Linked DNA regions of Mus musculus: region 2 is linked to region 1. The links are chromatin contacts, called in public HiChIP or PLAC-seq maps. All regions are on one chromosome and are shown on one strand. Each heading gives the region's core, a stretch centred on a gene start, on an enhancer-like site or on the middle of the called end of the contact. The rest is flanking DNA. Distances are from core to core; before and after follow the strand shown. Region 1 has its middle 9.8 kb from the start of Lmna. Region 2 holds the start of Slc50a1 (solute carrier family 50 (sugar transporter), member 1).

Evidence for each region. HiChIP or PLAC-seq counts read pairs in DNA pulled down with a chosen protein or histone mark.
Region 2: an HNF4G HiChIP or PLAC-seq map of pancreatic cancer cells shows a contact between it and region 1. The contact joins the promoter of Slc50a1 here to the enhancer-like site in region 1. A contact is called at or near these places in 3 of 39 promoter capture datasets (cranial neural crest and liver) and 2 of 115 datasets of contacts at active chromatin or transcription factors (pancreatic cancer cells and trophoblast stem cells).

The regions. Positions count from the first base shown.
Region 1 is chr3:88,511,523-88,514,808 of GRCm38.p6, forward strand. No RefSeq gene overlaps it. Among named protein-coding and RNA genes, the nearest start is that of Lmna, 9.8 kb to the left of the region's middle. Within about 2 kb of position 1,654, at least 118 of the 459 cell types and tissues checked have an H3K27ac peak or open chromatin away from gene starts, as enhancers often do. A contact at or near this core is called in pancreatic cancer cells, where this site is marked.
Region 2 is chr3:89,268,903-89,272,188 of GRCm38.p6, forward strand. It overlaps Slc50a1 (solute carrier family 50 (sugar transporter), member 1), which reads right to left and starts at 1,668. Exons shown (of 6, transcript NM_009057.3): 1 at 1,484-1,668; 2 at 1,160-1,237; 3 at 925-1,048; 4 at 148-309. The coding sequence starts at 1,563. It overlaps Efna1 (ephrin A1), which reads right to left. Exons shown (of 5, transcript NM_010107.4): 5 at 2,828-3,286.

The DNA.
Region 1 (3,286 bases), core at 404-2,903:
TCTGCAACTGTGTCTAGCCCCCAGACTCCCTAGGTCTGCCTCCACTGCCCTCTCCTGGGGAAGTGAGAGAGGAAGTCTTTTGAGGATAAGGGAGTGCAAGGGAGATTTCATGAAGGAGTAGGGAAGAGGGGTTGCCAAGTGGGAGAGGGCACTAGGTCCCTGTGAGACCAGCTGGTGGAGTTGGGGGGATGGGGGCCGTTTGTTTGAGCAACAGTCACTCCTAGAAGCCAGCAAGCTTCAGCGTGGGAGGAGCCCAGGTGTCTTGCTGCAAATCCTTCCTTTCCTGACCTTCACTAGTGCAGTCGGCCAGATTGCCCTGTCCACCGTCCCTAAGCCAGCCCAATGCCTGCCCTGGAGGGATACCCACTGGCCATTTAAGTCTGGGAAGCTCAGAGTTCACAGGGTACCCTTAAGCACTTTGGCCTGAAGTGGCAGACAAAGAGAAAAAAGGAACTGCAGAAGTTCAGACCCTGACTGGAGAGGAGAGTCAGGTCATAGGTGAAAACAGGCCCCTCGCTAGATGTGACCCCCAGGCTCAGGGAGGTTTAGGGTGGCTTCTTTCCTGTGATTCCCTCAAGCCTACCTCAGAGGAGGTAAAATATGGCGCTGGCTTCCTAATGGGGGAATGCCTGGCTTATATGGGGCTCAGTGCCTCTTTTCTTTCCCAGGAGCTTACTGGAATGAAGGACATTTCGATGCAGGACACACACACCTCCTGTTGGAGGATAGAATCCCAAGACCCAGCAAGCACCAACACTGTCAAAGGATCCACAGTCAGAAGGAGGGAGAGAGAGAGAGAGAGAGAGAGAGAGAGAGAGAGAGAGAGAGAGAGAGAGATATGCAGGGGAAGAGAACCCTTTGACTTGGGCTAAGCCCTTACTCAGTCTCTGAGAGTGTCTGATGGGTCAGGAAGTAGAGGGTGAATCAGCGAGAGTTGAGCACAGGGAAGAGGGAAAGAATGGCCAGAGGAAGGAAAGAGAAGGCTGTGGGGAATTCTGCCGTGATGGAGGGCCTGGACCACATCTGCAGTGCAGGCCCAGACTTTGAAGTGGAGAGCTGGGTAGACAGAATTGAGGAGAGGGGCAACTACTCTGCCAGACTCCAGTACATCAGTCCCAGATCTTGGTGGGGCAAATATTTACCCGATGACAACAGTTGCTAGGCAGGCAGGAAGGAGGATGGAGGCCAATAGCTGGAGGCTCTTCCAGGCTCCGCCCCAACCCTCCTTTAAAAAAAAAAAAAAAAAAACAGGCTTGGAAGGTGAGCCTTAGACTTCGCTCTGGCCCTCACCTGAGTCCTGGAGGCTCAACTGGCCCTGTGCACCATATATCAACTGGCAACAGGCAGGAGAGCTAGCTGAACAAGGGGAAATTTTTAATTGCAGGCTTTCCCTGCGCTCCAGTTAGCTCTGGGGAACAGAAGCTGTGTAATGAGTGCCCCCTTCTCGAGGGGGGAGTGGGCTGCCAGGAGGCAGGGACTGAGTGAGGGAAGACACGCTGAGGGGAAGTCAGGATGATGTCTGGGCAGGAGGAGGGAGAGCGTGCCATTAGAGCCTTCTATGGGGTGGTGGGGGCGGGGGTCTGAGAAGTTCTGGCCCTGGGAAAGAGGGGAGAAAGAGGGGAGAAAGAGGGGAGGAAGGGTGTGTCCAATGGAGCCAGATGTAGTCCATGTGATGTGGCCTGTCGCTGGCATGGGTACAGCAGGGGCAGGATGTGCCATACAAGCTGGGAAGAATTAGTCAGATGCTGGGGGGGGGGGGCGGGCGGGCCGGGAGATGACTGACAGCTAATCTAGGAACCCCGAGGAAGCATCTAAGGACAGTCAGGCGGCTCAGGGTCTGCAGACCAGGCTGGACTAGGGGCAGGAGCCACCTTCCCGAACCTTCTTGAGAAAAGCACCATCTTCTCGCTCTCCTCAGGTGCCCCTCCCCATTTCCCCAGTTGAACTGGATGCTGAATAAATCCTCTTCCAGAGGCTGTGACACTAGGCTAGGCGCTAGCACGGGGTATGTTGAGAGCTATGGGGCCCAGGACCCAAAGGATCTGCTGCAGACTCTCTTCTCTGCATACTTCCTCAATGTGAGGCCCCTGTTCTGCAAAGCTTCTTGAAGCCACAGCCTGATCTCACCCTCCTCCGTACCTGGCCCTCTGCAGACAGGGCAGGAAGGGTTGGCAAGAAGATCTCGGGGGAAGGAAACTCCTGAGGCTAAGACATGGTTGTCTTTAAGGTTTGGAGATTTGGACAGAGTAACCCCAGGGGCAAAGTCCCCAACTCTACTTTCGATCCCCATGTGTCTACCCAGAAGCAGAGACAATATGGGTAATCTGCTGAGGAGAGACAAAAACTAGACCACAGGAGGGACTTTCCAGAAGTCCCTTTGCACAAGTCTACAAAGGGAGGGAAAAGAGAGGATCCCAGACACCAAAGCAGAACTTAGAAGTAGGTACAGACGAGTAGTTAGAATTAAGCCTGTGGAAATCCAGCATGGGTGGGGCTTGGTGGAGCGCTATGCTAAACCCAGCACCCAGAGACCGGCAGATCGCTGTAGCTCAGGGTCATGCAGCTTCAGGCCTTAAGCTCTGAGCCAGCTAAAGCTAGAGTCAGATCCTGGAGAGAGAAAGAGAAAGGGATGTGGAGAGAAGAGGAGGAGGAGGAGGAAGAGGCCGCTGAGGCAGCAACATGGCTGAAAGGCAAATCCAAGTTGGCAACCAAAAGGCCGTTGTTCTCCAAACTCCCATTGGAAAATTTGAAAAATACCCATAAAGATGTGACTCACTAACCCCTCCCCAGGGGTCCCCTTTCCTGGTTTCTATGATTTCTCTCCCAAGAGTTAAATTCACGGTTCATTTTCACAGGAACCAAAGTCTGAAGAGGGAGGGCACAGGGTTGCCTGTAGGCGTCTGAGAGGCGCCTGAAGAGGGGCTGAAGTGGAGGTGTGTCCTAGGCTGGCAGGCCAGGGTGTGGCAACGGGCCACCATGGGAGGCCTTGGGATTGCCAGGGAGTGAGTGGAACTATGGACTGGAGGGTGGACAGAGTTGAATGCCTCAGCCATACATAAGACAACTGGCTAAGCAAGCGGCCAACATGGCAAGCCCAGCACAGGACAAGCAGGAAGTCTGCACTCTTCAGTCTCCAGATAGGGTAGGGCTGGGCTGAAGCTTGGTGTCCTAATAGGTCAACAGTATATCCACAGCACCCTGCTGCCCTGTGTCTCCAGCCCAGGAGGGTCTCTCTTGCTCCTCAGAACCCACTCCCAACAGGTTGGGAGCAGAGAGTATCCCCAGA
Region 2 (3,286 bases), core at 418-2,917, 760 kb after region 1:
GCCCTTTTCCTGCATCCCACTCACCTCTGCTACCTTGACTTCTTCCAAGAGCTGGGCCCCGCCCCCGCCCCAGTATTAGCCAGTCCCTGGCTCAGGGAGCCTAGCCCTTCTCCGCATCTCCCCTACCTCTTGGCCACCCCTACTCACCAAATCAGCCAGTGGGGAGAGGTACATGCTGATGGTAAAGACGCTACAGAAGAGGCCTAGCTGCTGAAGCCGGGCCTCAAGGTCCGGCACCAGAAGCCAAAAGTAGCCATAACCCAGGAGAAGGACAGCCAGCAGGGTTGCCGTCTGCAGGAGCACACCATGCTGCAGGGGAGAGGCGTCTTACATGCATCTGTACCCAGAACACTCATCTCTCTGCTGGAATTGCCTCCTCCTGTCTTCTGCCATGCTCTAATGGGGAAATCAACTTTTATCCCGGCCTTCACGTCAGCCTCTCACCACTCAGTTATTTGAGAGAAATCTCAGCCACACAACACTGGAGATCCCCAGGGAAGGGGAGAGCCATTTTTAGATCCCTCCCCTTTTCATGTGAGCTTCACATACATGTACAATAAGAGACCAATAAATGTTAGTGTGACTGAGTGGGGAAGCAGAGCGAATGGCCATTCTTAGCCATTGGCCCTGGTCCTAACCCTAAAGGAACTATCAGACAGTATAGCCCTCTTCCCCCAGCCTGTTGGGGGAGCACAGGATATCTTGACACCACGGGGTTGGGTAAGCCACCAGCATTTCGAACAAGGGGAGGGTGGGTGGCTCTGTGTGCATTTTAAAGGGTTGACTTCATGGGCAGGAGAACCAGAAGGGCCTTCTAGGAAAGGGAATTAATGCCATCCCACTAATCTTCCAGGAAATAGAACTATATGCTCTGCCAACATGGCCAGGTGTGGGGTGGAGGTGAGTGCAAGGGAGGGCCTCTACCTTCTGAGGACTGTAGTGCAGATATGCCAGGATATAAAGAGTCTGAAGCACGGCCCCCACGCTATTGACGATGATAAGGGTCCCATCTCCCTTCAAGACTCCGTAACTCAGCCAGCTCAGGTTGCTGTGAGGGAAGGAGGATTAAGGTCCAAGGGGCTGCTGGGGTTGCAGCAGGTCTCCAGGGATCTCTTGCACCTCCCTCAGCCTTTCCCATCACAGCCAACAACACTCTCACTTGACATCCGTGGTGAGAAAAGGCAGGAACTGGATGTTGTCCACGCTCCGTGTCCTCTGCATATGCCTGAGGTCCGAGCTGGAAGGGATCCAAAGGAAATTGTTAGGAGTGGGTAAAAGATTTCTCGGTGTTTACCAATCATCCTGAACGACAAGCAGATCTCCCCCCTCAGGCCAAGAGGCAGCCTCGCCTTGGACCTCAAATCATCCAATCCTATTCCACTATTATTCTGGGTTCCAAAAGCAGCAAGATATTGCAGCCACGTCTCTTGCCCGCTTTCATTTCTTGACTTCCTGCCCCAGCCCAGTCCATCCACACTCTCACAGGCCAGTGGAGAACATGCCCAGGGTGAAGAGCACGCAGGCACTAGAAAGGAAAGAGTCTGCCACGCCGCCCGCCTCCATCCCACCGGAGCCGGTTCCCTAGCCCAGCGCGGAGTTCCAGTAGCTCAGACCCGGAGCTGCGGAAGGCGAAGCTCCGCCCTTCCCCGTGGAACCGCGCCGGAACCCGCCCTCGCCCGAACTTCACCGGAACTGGGGACCCAGCCAAACCAGCGCCGCGTGCTGGCCGGGTGGTTTGCTGTAATGTGCGGGCCTGGGTCCTGATCGTGCTGTTCAGATTGCGTTTAGTGGTTTTAGTAGTGCCCCTGCATTTGTCCCCGATCCGACCCCTCCTCACACTGCGCACCCCTTGCATCATCGAGACCACTAGCCTCAACTTCTGGGTTCTTGTATGCTTTTGTGTGCTGGACCACAAACCTCAAATTTAGTCTCACAGGTCTTCAACGCGCCCCCAATTCATATCAGAACCTTGGTTACCCAGCTTTGGGAGGGTTTTCCTGGAGGTTATTGAAACCTCTTTCCAGTCTGTCCCCCAAAAGCAGGAATTGCCATCCTCTTTCAGATGTCCTCTCTTACACGACCTGCCCTATCCAAGGACAAGCCTACCCCTGGCCCCCTGTTCCAACATACTTGCTGCTGGGAACTTTCCCTCCCAGCCTCCCAGGCGGCTCTGCTGGTGGGGCAGCGCACATGCTTCAGCTGGCATCCAGCTCCCTGACTCACCCAGACAGCATGAGTACCTGCATGGTGTGCCAAAGCCCAGCGCTCGAGGCTGGTGAAGTTGGACAGGAAGAACAAAGAGTGGGTGCGGAGAGGAATCTATAGCCCACTCTTGCAGGGAGTTGTGCAGAACCCTCAGGAGTAAACTCCTTTAGCCTGGTAAGACTGATCCTAGCCATTTATTTATTTTGTCTTTTATTTACTTTTTTTGTTTTGTTTTGGTGAGACAAAGTCTCACACTGTAGCCCAGGCTGGCATTGGAATTTTGGCAACATTGCTTCAACCTTCTGAGTGCTGGGGTCACAGGCAGGAGCCACCATGCCTGGCTACTTATGTTTTGTGCTCCTGAGGACTGAACTCAGGGCTGACACACGTTAGGTAACCCTCTACTTCTTGGGGTACATTTCCAGCCTTTTATTTTTGAGTTTGAGGCAAGGTCTGAGTTACTCATGCAGTCTCAAGTTTTTAACCTTCCCACCTCAGCCGCAAAAGGAGCTCTGCATTATACCTGCCCCCCCCCACACCCCCCCCCCATTGCTTCTGTTTAGCACAGAGCCTAACACACAATGGGGACACTGGTCACAAATCAACATGGTGGGGCAGAAAAGCATGTCCATAAAAAACCATCAATTTATTATGAATCCAAAAACACTGTATAAAAAAACCCTGCAGTCATAGAAATGAACAGATACAGCACATTTATATACAGACACTGTACATGTGGGCCCTGCCCGTTAAGCTAAACTCCACAGACTGTACACACGGGCACTGCCCTTACAGCTACACTCTAAAACCAGGCTGCTTCAGTCCTCCTGTTGGCACAGCTCCAGGGAATGTTGCCCCAGGGATGGGGAGGATGCAGTCAGGGCCGGGCTACAAACCTCTCTGGCAGCCCAGCAGGTGGAAATCTTGCAGAGATGCTGGGTCAGCCCAAGCTGCCTCTTCTGTACCTGGCTCCCCCGCAGGAAGCTGTCTCAAGCTTTTCCTTCGGTCAGTTCATCTGCACATTATGGCTTCCTTGGGGAAGGACGTCTTTACCAAGTTCAGTGTCCAACCGCATGACCTC